2 separate regions of the Danio rerio genome follow, and region 2 is linked to region 1. Evidence: chromatin contacts called from public Hi-C data. All regions are on one chromosome and are shown on one strand. Each heading gives the region's core, a stretch centred on a gene start, on an enhancer-like site or on the middle of the called end of the contact. The rest is flanking DNA. Distances are from core to core; before and after follow the strand shown. Region 1 holds the start of smu1b (SMU1 DNA replication regulator and spliceosomal factor b). Region 2 holds the start of ddx39aa (DEAD (Asp-Glu-Ala-Asp) box polypeptide 39Aa).

The links. Hi-C and Micro-C count contacts between places; a contact is called where the count stands out from the background.
Region 2: a Hi-C map of hematopoietic stem cells shows a contact between it and region 1, with 2.7 times the contacts expected there. The contact joins the promoter of ddx39aa here to the promoter of smu1b in region 1. A contact is called at or near these places in 1 of 18 Hi-C or Micro-C datasets (hematopoietic stem cells) and 1 of 4 datasets of contacts at active chromatin or transcription factors (embryo).

The regions. Positions count from the first base shown.
Region 1 is chr1:48,298,698-48,305,875 of GRCz12tu, forward strand. smu1b (SMU1 DNA replication regulator and spliceosomal factor b) reads right to left here and starts at 3,659. Exons shown (of 13, transcript XR_012407700.1): 1 at 3,583-3,659; 2 at 2,511-2,721; 3 at 958-1,110; 4 at 340-450; 5 at 155-232. rps6 (ribosomal protein S6) reads right to left here. Exons shown (of 6, transcript NM_001003728.1): 4 at 6,713-6,859; 5 at 5,537-5,694; 6 at 5,200-5,339. The coding sequence ends at 5,244.
Region 2 is chr1:48,482,337-48,489,514 of GRCz12tu, forward strand. ddx39aa (DEAD (Asp-Glu-Ala-Asp) box polypeptide 39Aa) reads right to left here and starts at 4,954. Exons shown (of 10, transcript NM_001328342.1): 1 at 4,880-4,954; 2 at 2,751-2,963; 3 at 1,579-1,706; 4 at 1,055-1,331; 5 at 842-960. The coding sequence starts at 2,958.

The DNA.
Region 1 (7,178 bases), core at 2,409-4,908:
AACACCCAGGCAGGTGTGTTGAGGCAAGTTGGAGCTAAACCCTGGAGGGCACCAGACCTCCAGGAATGAGATAGGTGACCCCTGGTGTAGAATATACACAATTCTTGAAAGCTTAAACATGCTAAACTACTAAAATACTTTATATTTTCCTTACCAGCATTGCTAATGAGCCAAACTGTCTGAGCGCTTTGGTCTCCTGTAACCTATAAAGAGCCCCTTCACATATACGGCCCTGTAAAAACAAAGGATGTGTGATACAGGCAATACAAAAAGGCACCACATATATAAATAGCCTGCAACAGGTTAGAAAAAAAAGAAAAGAAATGAAAGGTGTCAAACCTGGCCAAGAAGACCCATGAGACGAGAAGGGGGCACCAAACAGACCTCTCCAGCAAAAGCTTGAGCGATAGCAAGTCTGCGCTTCTCTTTACTGCTGCCCACTGGATATGCCTGCAAGCCAATGCCAAAAAAAGTAGTTATTCATTGTTTCACAAAAATATCATCCGCCTTGGCTTGGACGGAGAAGTGTGATTATGCAATCCATTATTCAGTTACTTTAGCTGTAAACAACTGTCTGTTGAGATGCATCAGCTGTGATCAATATATCATAATCATAAAAACACAGATTTGTGTTTTTTTTTTCTGACAACTTTTACTATTTCCTGTACTTAGTAATTCTGTTATTTAGCAATAAAAACAAATGCAAGATTTCTATATTTACAAATACTCTAATGACCTTAAAAGACGTTTGTAATTTGGGAGATTAATATACAGTAAGTTCACATTCACACAAAGTACACATCAACGTTTCTGCCTATAGATGTTAACAGTGTTATTCTGACATCTTCGTGATTTGAAAGTGCAAAGACATATAAGTATTGTAACTTGTGGTGCAAAACTATCCAACTGTTGATTAATTTGGAAAAATAATTCACAAAATGAGCCTTTAAATCTTACCTTCTGCGAGTCGAAGTATGGATGTGTGAGCAGGGTCTCCATGCGTGAGTAGCGCTCAGGCTGAGTGTGTTTCAGCATGATCATGGGATCAGTTTGCTTTAGTAAACACTGAGCTGCTCCCAACTCACCCAACTCAATCAACTCCAGCACAATCTAAACAAACAACAACAGAACATTTCTAGTCTCTGCTCAGTTCATTGAAATAGAGGCTTAAGCAGCGAATAGATACCAAAACTGTTTTTTGAAAATGTACATCAAGAAAGACAATACTGCATGAACAAATGGCATTACGACTTGATATTATTCAGGGTTTAATTTTAAAAGTAATTTACAAAATACAGTTGAATATACAGTTGAAGTCAGATTTATTAGCCCCCATTTGATTTGTTTTTCTTTTTAAATATTACATAAATGCTGTTGAACAGAGCAGGGAAATTTTCACAGTATGTCTGATAATATTTTTTCTTCTGGAGAAAATTTTATTTGTTTTAGTTCAGCAAACATTAAAGCAGTTCTTAATTTTTTTAAAACCATTTTAGGGACAAAATTATCAGCCCCTTTAAGCTATTTTTTCCCCGATAGTCTGCAGAACAAACCATCGTTATACAATAACTTGCCTAATTACCATAACCTGCCTAGTTAACCTAATTCACCTATTGCACATTTAAATATCATTTTAAGCTGTATAAAGTGTCTTGAAAAATATCTAGTCAAATATTATTGTCATCATGACAAAGATAAAATAAATCAGTTATTAGAGATGAGTTATTAAACTATTATGTTTAGAAATGTGTTGAAAAAATCTCTCCATTAAACAGAAACTGGGGAAAAGATTAAACAGGGGGGCTAATAATTCTGACTTCAACTGTATATAAAAATTGTTCACTTTAATGTTTCAATTAGCTTTTGTGAAATTATATTTCACTACTGTCATTCAACAAAACGTTCATGTCAAAATGAAACACTCTGAGCTGCACTAATTAAAATGCATCACATTTTATTATCAAAATCTTCCTTATGACAAACGGAAAAAGTTTGGTTTAAGGATTGTCAAGAATTTTAGTATCCAAACTATTGTTGCGAGAAATGGTAATACAGTAGATGATGAAAAAATAAGTAATATTCATTTTTAAAAGTTGTATGTTTTTTGATAGGAACAGCTTACCCAAAAATGTATATTTATTTTCTCACTATTCACACAACCTCAAGTGGTTCAAAACCTTTATGAGTTTCCTTTTCTGTAGAACATATAAGAAGACATTATAAAGTCTGTTTTGAAACTGGTAAGCATTGACTTCCAGAGTATAAAACAAAATACTACATAAGCCAATGCATACAGGTTTCCAACATTCTTCAAAATAACTCCCTTTCCATTCAACAGAAGAAAGAAGTACTTTGAGAAGCTAAATGACAGAAATATCAGTTTTGTGAGAACGTTTATTTCTGCGTATGCTTTACCATTTATATATTTCATTACATAACATTATTCTAACAACTGTAGCGTTTGTTACATTTGGGCAGATTGGTCCTAAAATGCACCTTGACTACTTTACCTGTTCGTAGAGGTCGATGAGCAGCTTGTCGGGAAGTTTGAGATATTGTATGGCAAGCAGCACGATGTCCCACTGCCCGTTGTTGATGTCCGAGATGAAGCTGTCGATGCTGTCCACCGTGTGCAGAGAGACGGTGGTCTCCTCCTGGAGCATCGCCAGAGTGCGGTGCAGATTATTCTCCTTCAGGTACTGCATGATCAGCCGGATCACGCTGCAAACAGTCAACGACGCCGTCAATCATACAATATGTCACACTTTTACCCAGTAGCATTGGATTAACTAAATAATAAGTTCCTTATCTATATTTTAAGTGTGATTAGTTCTGCGTTTAGTCTACTTGAAAAACAAAACACGCTGACGTATGGCTAAAAACGTTTATTGTTTATATTGTGGTGTCACAAAATATGTAGTTTTTCATTATTATATGTGCGCAATATTACAACAGAGGATGATGACAAAAATAGATAAATATAGGCTATATAAGAGCATCGCGAGAAAGTTGCAAGTCGAATGTTTACATTTTGCATTTTGTTTAGCAATCCTTTTCTATAGATTTTTATATTGGACCTGTAGCTATTAGTTTTTGAAGTGTTCATATTTTATTAATATTTATTTGTTATTTTATAGATTTTAAATAATAAATATGCCCTAAGTTCTACATAAAGTGCGTAAACAATATAGTCTACTTTTAAATGTATAAAAAAGAAATAGTCATTTGCATGTAATCTTTATATCTTTTCTATTATTTATATCGGATATGAGATGACTTATATCGTCATTTGTCGCTCAGCCAAGATGTTAAATTCTTCTCAAAACTTTTGTCTAGCCTAGCACAGGTAGTAACTGATGATTTTCATCAATGAAAACGAATGCACAATATTTTACTTCAGACATCATTTACATTGTTTAACAGTTCTATTCAATTTTCCCTTGGATAAGTGTTCCCGTCAATGATTAAAAACGCATCTATACCATTTTAAAGCTGCTTTGATTAGAGGAGATCATTAATAATAAACCCCCATTCATGAAATTACAATAATAATGTAATAAACAAAACCAGTGTTTGACTTACTCTGCGGATTCCACTTCGAGGTCCATGTCTGCGGCTGTGTTTGGTGCGACTCTGCTCTCCTCCGTCTGGATGCGACTGCCAATATTCTCTCCTGCTCGTCTTGTGTTGGTCCTCAGCCACGTGATCGCCGTGTGTCCGCGACCGCCCAAAACACGTGCTGTTGTATTTATTGCTCCCACGTCTGAGATCGCAGAAACCTCTCGCAAATTGTTGCGGTTTTTTTGGGAGGGCGGATTAATGACGCGTGTGGGGGAATTAATGGGAAAAAACCCGCAACGTTGCCATCAGGTGTCGAGATCTCGTGCAGGCAGATGATGCTGCATCGAGACATGAAGCTGATTTTTTTTTAAGCAGCACACACATTGTAGTGTTTATCCTCACTTATAAGGACCAAAATGGGGATGTACAGATGCTCACTGCATTAAACAAACTAAAAATTACTGGTCTAGTTTCAGTAGACGGCAATTTGAAAGGGTTTTTGCATGCAATCATTGCAAAACACAAATCTATTTTTAAATACAGGTGTCGCTCTCCTGCGAGTCTGTTATGGCAAGCCTCTTCAACATTTACGCAAAGAAAACATGCCGTTTATCAACTTCGTCCTTCAGTGGAACATTAAAAAGAATATTTCACCCCCGTAAAATATAAAGCGTCATCATTTGCTCACCTTTAACCTGCTGAAAACCTCGAGTATCATTTTTCTGTCCAATAGGAAAGATATTTTGAATTATGTTGGGAACTGAAAACGGCACCTATTTTTCCTTCTCCTATTAAAAGTCAATGGGAAAGCAACATTGATCATGTTCAACAGAATAAAGAAACTTGAGGTTTTAAAACCTCATGGGGTAGAACGAGGCAATTACAAATTCTAGGTGACTGACTTTAAACAGCACCCATGACCCAACGTTTTACAAAACATAACTTTCCCAAAAGGTGTCTGAAGATTAAACTCAAAAGATTTAAACTGTAAAATAATAAAAAGTACATTTGAACAGAAGCCAAAACAAGGCATTATCCTGTACATGCAGTTACATTTAAATGAACTGCTGCCGTCTAGTCTAGCTGAAACATTTGGTTTCGTCATGTCACAGAAAGTCCCATTCATGTTATGCTTGAGATGAAGGTTCAGGCTGTTCAATTATTGCAGCCTTCTGCTCATAATAAAATGTAGAGGACAACAGTGTATTGGATTAAATGTTTTGCCATGCCTCTAATGCCCACAATAGCTGATGGTGTTCCCCCTTCTGATCAAAAGTGAGAATAAACTTGCTCTGTTGGACGATGAAAGAATGAAGAAATGTACTTGAGAGTACTTGGAAAGGTGAGCTATGGGTTATTGCCTAAAAAAACAGACATTTTGAACCTAAATATTACCGAGTGTACTTGAATGTGTGTATATATATATATATATATATATATATATATATATATATATATATATATATATATATATATATATATATATTTTTTTTTTTTTAAATATGTAAAAACTTGTCTGAGTTCACCTTGTTTATCAGATTATATATACATATTATGACTGCAAACTAATTGTATAATACTCGTGTAGTAAAAACAAAATGTACAGCCTAACAGGGTAAATGGAAACCAGACCACAGATAGAATGTTTCAAAAAATCATGTTTTATTTGTGAGGTACATGTCTCACTTCTGGCTTGACTCTGACTTGGATGTGGAGGCTCTCAGAGAGGAAAGACGGCGTCTCTTAGCAATCTGTTCTTGACGTTTCTCCTTGGCCTCCTACAAGAAAAGCACACACATTCAGATTTTCACATTTTCAGGTTCACAGCTTGTGCTATGTACATTTATGTACTTGCCTAAACTTTTAACCCAAATATTTTTAGACATACAAATGGTTTTAAAACATAAAAAGGCTAGCTTAAACTTTAGAAAGCCACCATCAATTAGACTTTTCACAAAATAAACTGGTTGCATACCTTCATCCTCTTGGCCAGCAGTTTGGTGTATTCTGCTGCTGCCTCCTTGTTCTTCAGTGTGCGCTGCCTCTTGAGAGCGATGCGTCTGCGCTTGTGCTGCAGCACACGGGGTGTAACCAGACGCTGAATCTTAGGGGCTTTAGTCCTGGGCTTCTTGCCTGCAAGAAAAAGCATGATCAACCATAATTCTGTGGACATGCTTCAAATCCTTATGATTATGATCTCTATGACCTAGCTGCAAAGCAGTAAATGAAACTGATATACCTAAAAATGAAGGCAAGGTCTTCTCAACTGACTTTTACCAATTATAATTAAAGGCACATGAAGTGCATTTTGAAATTCGGGGCCCAGACACTTACAAACCATGGCTCATTTAGGATTTTTTTAACAAACACTAAAACGGCAACTTTTAATGCACATAAATGAGCAAAAGAACAACAAAAGAGAAGGTCCTCACTCCAAAATTTGTGTTAAAAGCATTTAAATAGACACGATTTAGCATTTATCACTGTATTTACATTTATGCATGAACTATCCAAATGCAACATTTTTAATATAAAAAAGTCAAAGTCTGAGCATCTGAGAAACGACTTACAGAATTAAAGCTCAGCACTACTGCTTAGTACTGAGCGCACATAAGTTCACAAGTAAAAGTACTTATTTGCTGGGTGATTAATCAAAATTAAATTGCAAATGATTTAAGCAAAGCAGCCGTTGTCATGCATCACACGTCACGGATCACAGGTAAAATTAAAGCAATTCAATCTGAAATTTCAAAAAATGTTTTGCAAGACCGTAAATGAAGAAAAACGGATGCACTGGAGATTTACTCTAAACTATTACTGACAAAAAGCACACAAAAATAACTGATTAATCATTCAGCACTATTAATATTGTATACAATTAAACCCTTTCAAAGCATTTGAACAGAATATTTTCAGATTCAGTATACACTGTACAGAAAGTTTGACAGAGCATTGCAGTACAACCTGCCCCTAATAATATGAACAGGTTGTTATCCGGTTAGCAGCTCCACAGTTACTTTAGGCACCGCAATGTCCCCCCTTTAAGCTACTGACCAGTCAAAAAGGGTCTGCTAGTGTGCCACAAAAATAAAACTGTCAAACTGTGTGCTCACTTCACATTATTAAAACTACTAAATGCAGACAGCCGTACCTTCTTTAGTGAGAGGTCTCCGGACCACATACTGCCTGACATCGTCCTCTTTGGACAGGTTGAAGAGCTTGCGGATCCTGCTAGCCCTCTTGGGTCCCAGACGGCGAGGGACAGTGCTATCAGTCAGCCCAGGAATATCCTTCTCACCTGAAGGAAAGAGGAAAATCTATCAATTATGACCAAAATACCAGTCCACTGCTCCTATTCACATGTTAAATGCCATGCAATAATTATGGCAGAGCATTGCAGTACAACCAGTCCCTAATGACATGAACAGGCTGTTATCCGGTTAGCAGCTCCACTGTTACGGTTGGCACCATTTTGTCCCCCCTTTAAGCTACTGAACAAACAAAAAGGGTCTGCTAGAGTGCCACAGAAGAAATGTAACCATGCACATTTTTAATTTTAAAAAAGCATGACTCTTAAAAAAAAAAACAAAAAAAAACGTTACATCGCTATAGCAACT
Region 2 (7,178 bases), core at 3,704-6,203, 180 kb after region 1:
TTGTCTTATTTGTGTTGAAATCGATAGAATGAAAAACGCATACACGCATATTTTCAGAAAACAACCTATTTAGTTAATTTAAAAATTCTATTTATTTATATATTATATATTTATATTTATAAAACTATATTGATTTATATAGGCTATTAAAATATTTTATTTATTTAAACTAGCCTATAAAAATTGTGTCTAATGGTATTCAAACTTCCACATTCCAACAAAATAGGTTTCGTGGTAAGAGCAGCTTGGCAGTAATTACATTTAGGTGGTGCTTCATTAATCAGTATATACAAATAAATCAACCTATCAATCTAGTATAGACAGTTTGTTCATGCCTGATTTCAAAATTAAAATTTGCAAAGTGTCTCTCATTTATTTTTAGGGTAATTTCATGTAATTTATTATGTATGCAGTTGTCCCATACCCTTTGCCATGTTTCGTTTATACAGAGATTATTAGTAGGTTTCTGGTCGTCAGGAGGAATTAAACATTCAGTCACTTTCAAGGAGATAACCCGTTTTGCTGCCTCACCTGCCATGTAGTCTCACATGAATTCACACTTTTAAAAACATGAACAAATATAAAACACTTAAATTAGCCACATTACATGATTATACACATGAGATTGGGCTTTGTTGAGGGAGAAAAGCAAAATGACACTGCTGAAAAGGGGCAGAATGTAGCACAATAATCCTTTGATCTCAATTATTATGTTTTCATAATTATTGGAGAGCAAATTCAAAACTGCATTTCAATTAAATCCAAATCCCTACAGGGGGTATAGCTACAGATAAAACTGAACGTCCCTAATTAAAACTACAATCAGAAAGAAAAGACTTACATCTTGCATGAATTTGCGACAGACCGGTCTGATCTCTTTGCTTAATGTAGCACTGAACATCATGCACTGCTTCTCGTGAGGGGTCAGTCTGAAGATATCCTGGACATCCCGTCTCATATCTAACACGCAAAATCACACACAGTCAGCTGAACAAGAAAGCATCCAGACACCTCCATAAAGCAGTCGATAAAAAAATAAAAACCAAACACATACCCAACTGCTCCAGCATCTTGTCACATTCGTCCAAAACAAAGTGTTTGACGTTTTTGAGGGTCAAGGTCTTGTTGCGACTGAGGGCAAGAATCCTCCCTGGCGTTCCCACAACAATGTGTGGGCAGTTCTTCTTCAACACGTCTTCATCCTTCTTTATAGACATGCCACCGAAAAAGACGGCACACTTTACACTGGACATGTACTTGGAGAAGCGCTCGTACTCTTTACTGATCTGGAAGGCCAGTTCTCGTGTGTGGCACATAACCAACACAGAAACCTGAAGAGAATCACAAAATGGCAAATAAGCATTTCTATTTACGGCTAAAACTATACTAGAATGGAAAAACAGCAGCACATACGTAATTAACATGAATTGTGAATAGTTGAGACCCAATTTCAGTCTAGCCACACTTAGATAAATTAAGATATTAACCATGACAAAATATTTATCTGTTGGGAAATACAATTAGTTTTATAAACTTGGAGATGTTTTAAACATGCAAGATTTAGTGTAATTAACACACCTGTCCATCCACAGGCTCGATCTGTTGCAGTGTGGCAAGCACAAACACGGCAGTCTTTCCCATTCCAGACTTTGCCTGGCACAGGATGTCCATGCCCAGGATGGCTTGTGGGATGCACTCATGCTGGACTGAGAGGAGAAAACACAAAACATCAACAATAACACTTGCAGCATTTTGTTTTTAGCCCACATGATTGGTTTTACATATATGTAACAAAGACAAAAGGTCAGTATATTTACATTATTTCGATGGACTTAAGACGGGTGTCCAAACTTGGTCCTGGTGGGCCAGTGGCCTGCATATTTTAGTTAAAACCCCAATTAAACACACCTGAACCACCTAATCAAGCTTTTTCTAGGTATACTAGAAACTTCCAGGCAGGTGTGTTAAAGGAAGTTGGAGCTAAACTATGCAGGACACCGGCCCCCCAGGACCGAGTTTGGACACCCATGACTTATGATGGGCTAACCCATTTCAGATAATCTAGGATCTGATAATGCAGTCCATGCTGGAAGTGATGCCCTATTCCATGCAGAGTAACAGAGTTTTTAATAAACCTTGAACACTTTACTCACTTTCCTCCTTACATCAGCTGTATATATTTTGCAGATAATCCGCCTCTGCCACAAAACTATTAACTATATGTTAAATGATGAGATGTATTAATTTAAGAGAGATTTAACATTTTTTGATTACTGATTGTTAGTATACCAAGTTACTACCATATGCAAACTTCAAATATTAGCCCAAATATTTGAAGTGCGTTTACTTCTAGTCTTAAGAGGCATATAATGCCCATATCATGTAGTGGCTTAATACATGTAAATATATCAATCTCAAAACATTAGTGCTGGGAAAGATTAATCACACCCCAAAAGAAAAGTTTGTTTCGACTTGGGGTTGTATAATTATTCAAAATAATTTGTTACCAAAATATTTACATTTATATTGTATCACATACATGTAGAATTTATATTTTAATATTAACAAACATTGTCAAATATATGCATGCATGTATGTATATACACAGCGACAGTACACTTACAAAACTTTTATTTAGGATGTGATTAATTTATGTCCAGCTCTATACTACAATATATCTGTGTAAAACTGAAAGAACATATTTTCTAGCTTAAACTACAAAAACAACGAAACGAAATATATATTCTTACCCTCAGAAGGATGTTCAAAGCCACAGTCAACGATAGCGCGGAGCAACTCTGGTTTCAGGAGGAAATCTCGGAATCCGGAGCTGTGGATGGACACGTAAGACCCTTTAACCTCCTTCTTGCCAGTGGTGGCTCCGCTGTCTACAGTGGGCTGTGGCTCCTCATCTTCCTCATAGTCCAACAGCTCATTTTCAACATCGTTCTCGGCCATGGTAACTTCAAAAAATAAATGACAGCGTTAAGACAGGAATATCAATTAAGAATACATGCATTTCTGCAGAATTTATGATGGTAAATTTAAGACTTAAAGGAATAACAAATGACATCCAACATCATTGTTATGTCTAAATAGTAAGTTAAAGGGGGCAGACACAGAGTTGAATCTGCAACACTCCAAAGATTCAACATACAGCTTAGTTGTTGTTAGTCACAATTAAGGCTTACAACAAAATAGATAGAACACTACATTAAAGCTCTTGCAGCACCTTGTGATCACATTGGACAAAAGAGATGTTCTTCATCAGAATTTGTTTGCTAGAGCAAAGGTCTAAACAGTCCTTAAGGGATAGCTCACCCAAAAATGTAATTTACTCACCCTCGATTGGTTACAAAATACACACAATAAGATATTTTAAATTAGAAAATCTATAACCACTAACATGCAGTGGAAACAATGAATACTATGGAAGTCAATGGTTACAGGTTTTTAATATTTTGCTATTTTCTCATTTTCAACAAATGAAAAAAACTCATATGGTTTTGAAACTAGTAAGGCACGAGTAAATAATGACAGGATTTCATTTCTGGATGAAATATCCCTTTAAATCAGCAGGATACATATCAATGAAAACCAATATGACACAAGTGGAGTTTTCGGTGACATAGATTATCATCAAATGAGTACAATTAAAGCAAGAAAAAAATCTGACACTATGGTAAGGGAAAAAAAATCTATGAAATTAAGTTTTATACCTTACTGACATATTAGAGCTTGTGTTTAGGACAAACACACATCTGATCAATTTCTCAGTAAACAAGACTTCTTTTTGCATCTCAACCCAGTTTGACCTGTATCTTTGTATCTTTTTCCAATGCAATATTAAATCCACAGCTTAATGAATTAGAGCCTTAAAGACTTATATTTTGTAACCACTCTTGCTTTAAGACCGGTAGAAAAAAACAGTTCATAAATGAGCGCAAAAACAACCCCCCACTGAACAAATACTCTGCTTTCAGTTCTGAAACAACATAAACTACATCAACAGGTATTATGCAGCATTATTAAACCCAACAAAATACACTTTAAATTAGAGCACACGTCGTTATTACTGATAAATCATAACTATGTGATGATAAAGATGAATTTTTGAAGGGCAAACACCTCCAATGCCATAATAAAAGTTACGATATGTTGCAAATTCTGCTCCAATTTAGCCGATTGACTGACTGGGGTAAAGTTGCATTTATATTCGCACATTCGTTCATTTTAACGCTCTCTATGTGAATTACTACAATAATAATTACTTAAAAATGTGGGTCTAAAATCGCATTTAGGCATGACTTCAAAACATTGGCACCATTTAATTGACTGTGAGAGACGCTGTACTTTGATCGATAGCAGTCATTGGTTGCAAACGTTAATATGATTACCCTGTTCAGAATTTAAAATTAACACTTTTCTGAAATTAAATTAAAGAGAAAGTCCAAATCTGCTAAATAAAAACCAACGTTAACCCGATGACCGAGCGCCGCTCAGCGTGCAGACAATAGAGGCGCCATTCGCTTTCTCATACAACTCATCCCTGTGGATTCAATAAATGGCGCAATTGGCCTTTTCTCAAAATGTGTATGTACCATCTAAGACCACGACGTATTTTAAAACACCCGAAGTCGTGAAATACGAAGCTATTTGGCGATTGTCGGTTTCTGTCTCGTGTTTGGGCTTTGAGGCTCACAGGCTGAGCGGTGAACGTAGACAAACGCGAGGTGTCCATCTCAACTGTTCTTCTATATTACTACATGTATAACTAAAAGGCCTCTAATATAAGGTACAATCAAAAAGTGTGTGACATTCATTATGGCATAATTAAGAAATTACAGTTAAGAGTTGTATAAAATAAAGCAAAATTTACCTTTTAATGTTGGTACTGAACGTCGGCACTGGAGAATCGTGTGCTTAGGCCTTAAGTTTACAGCGCTTCCCGGATATAAAAACCGAGCTCATCCATTGGATGTGTATGACGCCAATCATGGCTGTGAAGCAGTACGTGCGTGTGGTTGGGTAACAAAAAGAGCGCGTCGACGTGGTGGGCGGTTCAAGCAACTGTCGCCAATATTCATACTCATAAATGTCCACACGATGTCACTACATGCATTCAGATTTTTGGTTTAATTGTGATAAAAAGTGCGAAATAAATTGATTTGAAAATATATAAATATAAAATTATAATTATAATCTAATTATAAAATTATATTATTATAATATATATTATAATTTGAATAAATAAGTAAATATAATCTGATTAAAATATATATATTGTATATAAATGTATGCTTGTATTCATGGTGAAAGCATTAAAATCAGAGTCAGTTTTATACAATAAAAGTACAATAAACACTACATAAACTAAGTAGGCAACAAAAAAAGACATTAAAATAATTGGGAATTGGAGTGTTCAGCATAAATGAGTACACTCAATTAAAAAAATTAACATTTTATCAATATCTCAGAAAATATAGGTAACATTTTGGGTGCATTTTAACAAATTAGATTTATTAAACAGATATTTATTCTTTCATTTTCTTTTCGGCTTAGTACCTTTATTAATCTGGGGTCGCCACAGCGGAATGAACCGCCAACTTATCCAGCACGTTTAATGCAGCGAATGCCCTTCCAGCTGCAACCCATCACTGGGAATCAAACTTGAGACCATATTTAGATTCATCTACATTTTTGGTTCAAATGTTCCACTTGTTAATGCTGATAAAATAGTTTGTAAATAAAATAACAACAAAAAAAAAATTTATTTACATGTTTATATTGCATACGTTTTACTAATGATCTAACTATCTGTAAAATTTTCTAAACTCTAGTAATTTAACAAGAAGTGATTGGGTCATTATTATACTTAAATATTATGCTTATATATGCTGGGTAGTATACATTCCATGCTATTTTATTATAATAATAAATAACTTGTAAAACTTGTCACCATATTTAAATTCATCGACATTTTTTCATGCAAATTTTCCACTAAATTGTTCACGCTAATAAAATAGCTTGTAATAAAAAATGCAAAATATTTATTTGTATTTACATGTTTATATTAGATACCTATCATCTATAGAATCTTGTAAAAAATTGTATTTACATGTTTATATTAGATACGTTTTACTAATGATCTAACTATCTGTACAATTTTGTAAACTAACTAGTAATTTAACAAGATGTTAATGGGTCATTATTATACTTGAATATTATGCTTTAAATGCTGGGTAGTATACATTACATGCTATTTTAATATAACAGTAAATTACTTGTAAAACTTGTCACCATATTTAAATTTGTTTACATTTTTTGTGTTAATTTTCCACTAAATTGTTCACGCTAATAAAATAGCTTGTAATTAAAAATGTGAAATATTTATTTGCATTTACATGTTTATATTAGATACCTATCACCTATCGAATCTTGTAAACTAAATAGTAATTTAACAAGAGGTTAGTGGGTCATTATTATACTTGAATATATTCTGGGTACAATAAATTACTGTACATGTTATTTCAGTATTATAATAAATTACTTGTAAAACTTGTCATCATATTTAAACTCCGCCATATTTTTTTGTGGTTAACGCTGATAAAATTGTTTGTAAATAAAATGGTGAAATATTTTTGCATTTACATATTTATATAAGACTCTGTTTACCTGTAGAATCTTGTAAACTATCTAATCATTTAACAAGCAGTTAGTGAGTCTTTAGACCTGAAATGTACTACATTTCATTAGATAAAATAAATTATTAATTTACAAACCTATGATTTTGTTCGTTGTATACTATCTGTGGAAAAATTATAGTAGTAATGATAAAGTTAATAGCGTCCATCATTAGAAGATAAATCGGACAAGATAGATTGTCTGAACAGTCACACCAATCAACACCGCAGCATCACCTGCCCGCTACCCTACAGTGGCTGAGGAAAAAGAAAAGCACATGAGTGGTGGACTGAGCTGTCAATCATAGCTATTCCTCAAATTCGTCTTCCTATTGGTTGAACTAGTGTCAATCACCAGAGATCCGCTGACGTTAGGACATAGCACTGTGGTTCTTTTTGAACGAGTATGTCAAACGAACGGAACACAGATACAAATTATGGATTGCTTTATGTGACTTTTTTATTATAATAAAGCAACTAATACGATTTACATCA